Regions from separate parts of the Mus musculus genome. Here region 1 is linked to region 2. The links are chromatin contacts, called in public targeted proximity ligation maps. All regions are on one chromosome and are shown on one strand. The core of a region is the stretch at or near the end of the contact, and the rest is flanking DNA. Distances in the headings are between cores, read along the strand shown. Region 1 overlaps Gldc (glycine decarboxylase). Region 2 overlaps Il33 (interleukin 33).

Region 1 (4,447 bases), core at 1,429-3,928, 180 kb after region 2:
ATCTGTAATGGGGTCTGATGCCCTCTTCTGGTGTATCTGAAAGCAGCTACAGTGTACTCACATACATAAAATAAATAAATATTTTTTTAAAAGTCAGTTCAAATGATAGCTATGGTAGAATACATTTGTGAACTCAGCACTTAGGGTATTGAGACAAAACAATTGCACTGTTCAAGTCCAGCCTGAACTATGTACTGAGACCCTATCTCAACTAACGTACAAACATATCCGAACATCAAAACAAGTGGAGCGTGTGCACAGAAAGACAATCTCGGCATCTGGGGAGGTGGAGGCAGGGGGTTGGGTAAGGAGTTCAAGGCGTTCCTAGCTGAACAGAGAGTGTGAGGCCAGCTTGGACTACATGTCTGTAATAATAGCAGTAAAATGGTAAACAAACAAAACCTGATGGTGTAGCTCAGGTCTACAGTATTGCATAAGTATGGGAAAGGCCTGGGTTCCATCTCCAACACCACAGAGGAGGAAGAGGAAGAGGAAGAGGAGGAGGGTGAGGAGGAAGAGGAGGAGGGTGAGAAGGAGGAGGAGGAATTATTATTCTATTCCCAGTGGGAAGACACACTTTTAAAATCAGATGGATAGGCTACAGAGGGAGAGGACATGCCTTGCTCATGTACTTTTAAAGGAAGATGTGAAAGTTTTAAAATTCTTCATTGTAAAATTCAGACTAACCAGAAGGGGGAAAAAATCAGCTTCAATAAGCTCAGAAAGGACATGAGCTTGGGCTGCCATGCACTGACGTGACCCGCTTAGGTAAGAACCTTCTAGAGCTCTCCTGGAACAGTCAGGGCCTGTTTGTCCTGCTCCTGATACCTACCCTAAGAATTCCAGCTCCACAGCTCAGCAGAAAACCTAGCACGGAGCTGGCCTCCAAAATGAAGGGGCCAGGAACAGAGGCCTCCTTTGGCCTTAAGGAGAGGCTTTGCATAGATCACAACACGTCTTTCTGGGACAGTGGTGGTGCCCAGTAGCACCAGCTACGTAGATAAGGACCCCAGTGGTCCCCAGGAGTCACTTTTTTGCAAACCCGACTCTCATGCCCAAAGCAGAGCATGCAGCAGAAATACATCTGCTCCCCAACCTCATGGCTGCTTAGTGCTAGGAACAATCTGCTTAGTGTTAGGGGGAACGTAGTTATTCAGTGGTATCTTACATATGGCCTAGACTATGCTTAGGCTCAAAATTGCTTAATCTTAGGCCCAGGGCTAGGGCGGAGCTAATGAGGAGGGTGGCAATGGCAGCAATAAGGTTCCTGCCTCCTTCTCCCTAGAGAGCACTTTCATGGCCCACTGACTACTCCATATGCTGGGTTTGCACAAAAGCCTTTTATTTCTGAACGTTTTCTGTCACCGTGATTACGTGGGATGTCTTTGATGATCACGTGGCAGAAAAGGGTTTCTTGATTATATGTCTCCCTGTCTACTTCCACCAAGGCTGGAAAGGTAGGTCCCACAGAACAGAAGGGACTCCGAGATCCGAGCCTTCAACCTCCCCCAGGGATCGAGCACCACCTGCCCATGCTCACTCACTGTTCTGTGTCTCTCTCCTTTCTGGTCTAAGTACGCTCTGATGGTGGCCAGTCCGGCGTACTCCCCCTGCGCTCCGCTGCAAAGACAAGAAGAGAAGAGTCAGGCTTGTGGGCTCCAAGCTTTCCCCGTGTTCATTTAGGATTTAGCAGACACTGATTACACATTAGGCAGCCATGGTCCAGGTTCCTATCATATGGCATCTTTATAGAAAGAAGATTAACAGGTTGGCACCAACTAAAGGTGAGCCATGCTTATCAGCTCAGGACCTTAGAATCAACCTGGTCTTACTAGGGGGAATTTGACTGGCTTTAAAAAAAATTGTGGGAATAATAAGGAACCCATTGTCTGGGTTTTTACAAGGGGGAAATTAGAAATTATAAGAAGATATTAGGATCAGTTTGTGGCAAGTCTCATTCCTAAACACACCCAGCACTCAACAAACCCCTCTATGCTGAACTAAGCAATTGTGAAACCATCACCAGGCTCATGTTTTATCAGCTCAAACCAACGAGTCTTTTTCAGAGGAAAGAAATCTTAAAAATGTGACTGCAGCCTAATGATCACGCCTAGAAAAATAAGCTTTTTCCGATACCATCAAATATTGAGTCATGCAAAGGCCACACTATCGCCATGGAAACTTTCCATTCCTATCACACATTGTTCCTGCCCTTTGAATGTGTGGCTGCTAGAAGCCTGCCATTATCTTGCAGGCACCACTTTGAGAGCGTGCTTAATGACTAATGCTCCTGTGAGCAAAGCTGAGACAACTGCAAATGGGTCAGAGTTCTTGTTCTCCATGAAGCAGGGAAGGGGAAGTGAGAGGTATCAGGGCTCTCTGCCTCTCTGCCTCCTTCACAGAGCCTTGTTCTCCACGCTACACTCACTCATTTTTATCTCTCATTTTACAGCTGAAGCCAAAAGTGCCAGCACACTTAACGCCTTTTATTTATTTCAAGAACAAGGAAATGAACGCCGTACGTTGAAAATCACTATCACCTCTCATTACGTGGTCCCCTGCTGCTCTGTCATCTATTAAATGGGGGAATTAAAAACCATGCAGATGTTCTGAATGGTGAGGAAATCCACACCAAGACTGAATCATCCCAACCAACAAGGCCAACTCTATGAGCCCTCCCAAAGCCGACTTAGTCAGGTGACCCTAGCTCCGTCCTATGGCTGTCATCTACCACCCTCCAGCTGTCCAGGCCATCCCTGAACCATATCAAGCCAATTCTCATCCCGGAGTTTTCCACACAGGTCCTTGTGCTGAGCTAGTACCTTCAGCTCCTAATGTGACTGACTTGTTTTCACTAAGTAGGCCCCAAAGAGGCTGGCTATTCCCAAAAGCAAGGTTCTTGTCCACAAATTTAAAAAAAAAAAAAAAAAAAAAGAGGATATAATAAACACTGACTGGTGAATGAGTGACCTTCCTCCAGCAAAACTCTTATTGCAGGTGCTAGAAGAGTTCAGCCGTCAAGGGCATTTCAGCTCTTTTCAGAGGATGGTTAAGATCCCAGAACCCGTGCTGAGCATCTCAGAACTGCCTGAAACACCAGTCATGAGAACCTGATGCCTTCTTCTGACTTCCTTGGGTGGGCGCGCACACGGACGGACACACACACACACACACACACACACACACACACACACACCAATTTTAAGAACCTTATTGTATTTTACCTTACGTGTTCATGTGATCCAAGATCAGCCCGTGCATCTACTGTACATTAAAAGTTACTGCAATGTTCATGCTATGTGCCTGCCTTATCTCAACAAGCTAGACTCGGGGTTCTGTGCATTCCCCACCAGGGACCTAAGGAACTGTAGCTTTATGAAGTGGCTGGGAAAGAAATGCTTAGGAGATTTGCTGGGAATTGAATTCTATCCTTCACCCCTGACAATTCACACACAAGCCTTTCTTCCCCCTTGTAGTAAGGGACTTTAAAAAATGTGTAGTGACACTCCTATTCCTGAAGATAACTGTCTTAGTTAGGGTTTCCACTGCTGTGAAGAGACGCCATGAGCCAGGCAACTTTTATAAAGGACAACATTTAATTTGGGATGGCTTACAGGTTTAGAGGTTGAGCCCATTATCATCATGGCAAAAAGCATGGCAGCATGCAGGCAGATGTGCTGCGAGGAGCTAAGAGTTCTACATCTTGATCTAAAGGTAACCAGGAAATGACTATCTCCCAAGCAGCTAGGAGGAGGGTCTCAAAGCCTGCCCCCAGTGATAGACTTCTTCCAACAGGCCACACTTCCTAATAGTGCCACTCCCTGGGCCAAGCATATTCAAACCACCACAATAATCAACAGCTGTCTAATTGGACTTCAGCCTGCCCAACAGAAGCAAATCAAGCCAGATACTGGAAACCTAGCCAACCACACACGAATAGTAAGATCAAGGATCTTGGAGAACCCATTATAAATCACGTTACCAAAACCCAAGCAAAATTCCTAACTGCATTCTTACAACCCAGATACGCGTAGCCTTCATCTCTTAACAAAGAAACTCCTCTTTGTGCAGATGGAGGCCATTGAAGACAACCATAACTTGTCAAAATGCAGAGAATAAATGATCTCGGGGTGCCTGGCCCTAGTGAAGACATCTACAATACAATTCCTAACCTAACATTTGGGAACAATGAAGAAGACATAGGCAGAAACAAAACTCCTGTGAGACCGTGTCTCCGAAAAATAACGGGGAAGCCACATCCGTGACACTTCAACCATATGGCTATCTAAACATGAGATGAACAAGGGCGACACCAATAGCCATGCTAACAGGGTAGAGGGGAATTTCATGAGGCTCCACCCCTTGGCAAAGAACGGGTAAGTAGCCTTCGCTAGGGATGAACCCCCTTGTTAGTTATCCAACAAAGTGGCAGCCTTAAAGTCTTACT
Region 2 (4,714 bases), core at 1,145-3,644:
CAATACTAAGTGCCTCTCACTTTAAAGGCTTAAAGGAAATCTTTCCAGTAATAATGTGGTCCTCGCCCTCTTCTGGAGGGTGATCTGTCTAGACTCATTGCTTTGTCAGCTTTCTCCAGGGAGCACTTCCTTTCCCAGGGAGAGGGAAATTTCAGAGCAGTGGGAGGAAGGAAAGAGAAAGTAACTCAGCTCCGAGGAGGAGGGAGCTTTCACGACAGCTTTCCCTTCCCTTATTCCAGCCTCCGCCTGAAAGGAAGTGAAAACCAAGAGGGCACAGAGTTGGTGTAAGAGACCCACTGTGCGTCAGCATTGTCCTGTGATGAAGTCACTCTGTCTTAGAAAGCTTAGCCATCGACTATCAGCTAAGACCATGTGATGGTTTCAACTTGATATAACTTACAATGTCTGGAGAAAAGAGCCTAATCAAGGGGGTGTGTGCAGCGGGCCACACTGTACGGATGGCTTTGGGGGATGGTCTTGGTTAATGGACGTGGAGGGATCTAGCCCACTGTGAGTGGCACAATTCCCTGGTGAGGAGGAGGGGACTTCTAAGCAGTATAGGAATGGAGAAACTGAGCTGAATGCAAACAAGCCAGCCCGTAAGCATTTGTTTCCTTCTCTTGACTGCGATGAGATGTGAACAGCTGTTTAAAGTTCCTGTCTTGACTTCCCCCACGGGGGTACATAACCTGAAATTATGAACTTAAGTAAAACCATCCTTTTCCCAAGTTGCTTTTTGTTGGAGTATTTTATCACAGCTGTAGAAATAAAACTAAAGCAGATCATTTGGGGACACTGCCTCTTTCTATGCACTAGCAATATGTCTTTGAGATTCCCATCACAGACTCATGAATCTTCTCATGTTAGACCATAAAGGCTTGACACAGCATAAACTAGAACTTAGGCCCTGGAATTCAACATCATCCCATTCTAGCAATGTTCCCCATGCCTTCAGGGAAAGAGCTTGTTATCAGATCCGGCTTTACTTACAATTAGCAGTGTGGCCCTTGCCAGACCATCCCTGGGCAAGAGGTGAGCTACTGTTTACGCCGCTAACAGGGAGATAACCATATGCAAATAGCTAGTGAAAAGGCTCCTGGCTCACATAAGATGAATGGCCAAAGCTGTGAAGCTGTAGTCACCTCACGGACACTGTCCTCACTCAGGAGTGTCTTAATGGCTACAGATGACTCAGCAGTTAAGAGCGCATGCTGTTCTTGCGAAGGACCTGGGTTTAGCTGCCAGAACCCACATATGGCAACTCACAACCACTGGTAAATCCAGTTCCAGGGATCTGAGACCCTCTTTAGCCTGTGTAGGCACACACTCACACACATGCATGGTGTGCATAAATGCACACAGGCACGTACAGTGCACATACATTTTTTTAAACAATATATATATTATATGTTGTTTTATTTTATTTTTTTAAAGACTGACCTATTGTAAACTCCTCGCTCACCCTTCTTCTTGGCCTTCAGATGTTTCTTGTATAGTAGCCATAGTTTTTTTAAAAGGGAAAGGCCAGGACCCAAAGCTCAGTTGGTAGAGTGATTGCTTAGCATGAGCAAAGTCCTGGGTTCTAGGCACGATGGAGACAGAGTCAAGAGAGTCAGAAGGCCCAGACTGGGTCACTGAGCTTAGGTACAGTGGGCAAAGGTGCTTCCTGCTAAATCTTGTAAGTTTGATGCTTGGAACCCGTGTAGTAAAAGAGAGCAGCCGTCCCTGCAAGTTGTCCTATGATATTCATGGCCCGTGACTAACAAATAAATGTAATTTTAAAAAGTCCTCTACGCAGCGACTTGTATCGAGGTCTGGGATATGTGAATTTTCATCTAGAAGAAGAAGAGGAGGAGGGAAGGAAAGAAAAGAGAGAGGGAAGGGAGGAAGGGGCAGAGGGAGGAAGGGAGGTAAGAAAGAGAAATGAAAAAAAAAAAAAGGTCAAATCACATCCATATTGCTTAAAACCTTTTCTTTGGCTCCTTCTGTCTTTTAAGTTGAGGCTAGGCTACTTCCTTTGGCTTCTTGAGCCCAACCAAACATGCCTCCTGCTCTCTACCATCTCTACCCCCATCTACTATGTTCCTGATAGCCTATTGTGGTTCAACCAGGCTCCCCCTGTTCTTTAAGCAGATTATGCCCATCTTGAACTGAACCATTACCCTGGAGTGTTCTTTGCACAGAAGGCGTTTCTGCCCCACCCCCAGATTCCTTGCACTTTGTGGAAGGACCTTTGACATTAAGTTGGGACTGCCCTTCCTCAGCACCAGCTCCTTTCTGGGTTCCTGACGTCAGTGTTCGGGAAGATTGTATTTGCCTGAATATTACTCAACAGCCGCCTGCCAGTGTCGAGTAAGCTTCAGAAGGCAGGATTTTGACTGGTTCACCACTGCTTCCCAGCACCTAGCCTAGCAGCAAGCTGTCTGACTCATTGGCGTCATCATTAGACAGCCCTCTGTACACAGACTCAAGCCTATCACTGCTATGACCTCAAGAGACCTCAGAGAAGTTAGATTTCCTTGTAATGATTTCCAAACCACTTAATTACTTTCTCTAGGGTCAGAGGTCTTTTCGATATTATCTATCTTTTCCAAGTTCCTTCACAAAGTTTTCAAAGAGTCTCACTAAGGAAAGAAAAGTCAGTAGCCAAACCGACATTCTGATGGCATATCAACAGCTCTGATCATCGAAGAGAATTGCCTGACACCTAGGAGGACAGGGGTGTCTCGATAAAGGACTTGCTGGTTGACCAGATGTAGAAAATACACCAAACTGAAAAGAAAATCTTCACGCGGTGTCCCATGGGCTCATGCCGATGGACGTCCCTGACCTAAAATGCCAATTCAATATTTACTTAACGTAACTTCCTAAAGGCCAAAGAGGCCGCCATACACATTAGTACTTTGGAAAAGATGACAGCTCACACTTTTTGTGTTTGAGACTTGGAACTATGATGTTTCTCACGCTGACACACAAGAGCTCTTTGAAGTGTGTGGATGGCCCACATTCAACCGTATACACGCTGTACTGACCCCTCAAATGTGACCCCAGCTCTTTTCTCAGCATATTTTATCTGGGATTTCAATTGGACATCAAACTGGTTTTCTTTACTCTTTTTCTTTGGATGGCACATCACAGAGTCAGAAAATCACAAAGTACAGTGAATGTTTAACACGTTAAAAGCTTCCTGCTATCAGCCAGGCATGGTGGTATATGCACTTTAATCTCAGCACTTGGAGGCAGAGGTAGATGAATCAATCCCTGTGAGTTCAAGACCAGCCTAGTCTACATGGAGAATTCCAGGCCAGCCAGGGCTACATAGTGAAACCCTTGCTTCAAAAAATAAAATAAATAAATTTTAGAAGTTTCTCGATATCAGTGTTCCTTATTCTATTCGCAGGCCTCTGCACACTGCTCCCAACATAAACACTAAAGCTTGATTTTGTCTAAACTGGATTGCAAACATAATTGGAACAAGCAGTTGAAAACAATAGCATACATATATACATATATATGTATATATATAAAAGTGTATATATAAACATATACACATATACATACAGTATATATATATATATATATGTATATATATACACACATATATATTGAGGCTGGTCTCAAAATCACAAAGATATATTGACTTCTGCTTCCAGGGTGCAGGGATTAAAAGTCTGTGTTACCATACCTCACCACAACTTACATTTCTATGCTAACAGTAATCATGAATCAATCAAAAATCCAAGTATAAAATGTTAAATAATGAGCCGGGTATTGGTGGCACACGCCTTTAGTCCCAGCACTCGGGAGGCAAAGGCAGGTAGATTTCTGAGTTCGAGACCAGCCTGGCCTACAGAGTGAGTTCCAGGACAGCCAGGGCAACACAGAGAAACCCTATCTTGAAAAACCAAACAAATAAAAAAAATGTTAAATAATAAATATTAGAAAATAGCATAAGCAAATCTTTTAGTCATAGATGCAAAAGATATCCTAAGTTGAGACACAAAACCCACAATTTTAAAATGAAAGTATTGAATATTTCTATATGATATTTAGAAATTAGATATTTCCACACAAAATTTATAAATTGAAATTTCATTTAAAAATCCAATAAATAGTACCAAGGGACAATGTTTCAATTAACATTGCTGACGGGGTTACTTTCTTAACTTAGAGACTGTATCTCATTATTGTGATAAAATTCCTGGTAGAAGCAACAGTAAGAAGATAGGGAAGATAAGGTTCATTGCAGCTCACAGGTCAGGTGGTACAGCCCATCACGACTGAGAATGCACGGCAGCAGGAATTCTGATATAGCTGGTCACGTGGTAGCCTCACCCAGCAAACAGAAAGCTATGAAAGGTGGTGTTCAGCTCACTTTCTCCTTTTTATTCAGCCGAAGACCCTAACACTCAGAGTAGTGTCCACAAAATATTTCTATTCTTTAGAAAGATAAGTGTGTCAAAGGTGACAAGATGTATTGCCACCTCAGGGTGGGGAGGGGAGAATGGGAGCAGGGGCGGGGAAACTCATGCAGACTGTTGACCAACTACAAACCAACATAGACTTTTGGAAGTCACATGGAAATAACTATTAAATCACGAGGTGCATGCACCTCTTGATCCAGAGGTAAATTGCAAATTAATTATAAATTAATGTTAGCAAGGAACTTCAACATTTTCTAAGAATCGTGCACATGCACCACCCCACTTTGGCT

Evidence for each region.
Region 1: a contact with region 2 is called in a targeted proximity ligation map of pancreatic cancer cells. A contact is called at or near these places in 22 of 484 Hi-C or Micro-C datasets (the HPC-7 cell line, the MNK3 cell line, the N1E-115 cell line and 13 more), 7 of 130 datasets of targeted methods (the 230-238 cell line, CD8 T cells, heart atrium and 2 more) and 3 of 9 other capture datasets (adipose tissue, liver and pancreatic islet).

Annotation. Positions count from the first base shown.
Region 1 is chr19:30,123,178-30,127,624 of GRCm38.p6, forward strand. It overlaps Gldc (glycine decarboxylase), which reads right to left. Exons shown (of 25, transcript NM_138595.2): 16 at 1,545-1,620. Among named protein-coding and RNA genes, the nearest start is that of Gldc, 50 kb to the right of the region's middle.
Region 2 is chr19:29,940,232-29,944,945 of GRCm38.p6, forward strand. The region is part of intron 1 of Il33 (interleukin 33); the gene reads left to right. Among named protein-coding and RNA genes, the nearest start is that of Gm41832, 16 kb to the left of the region's middle.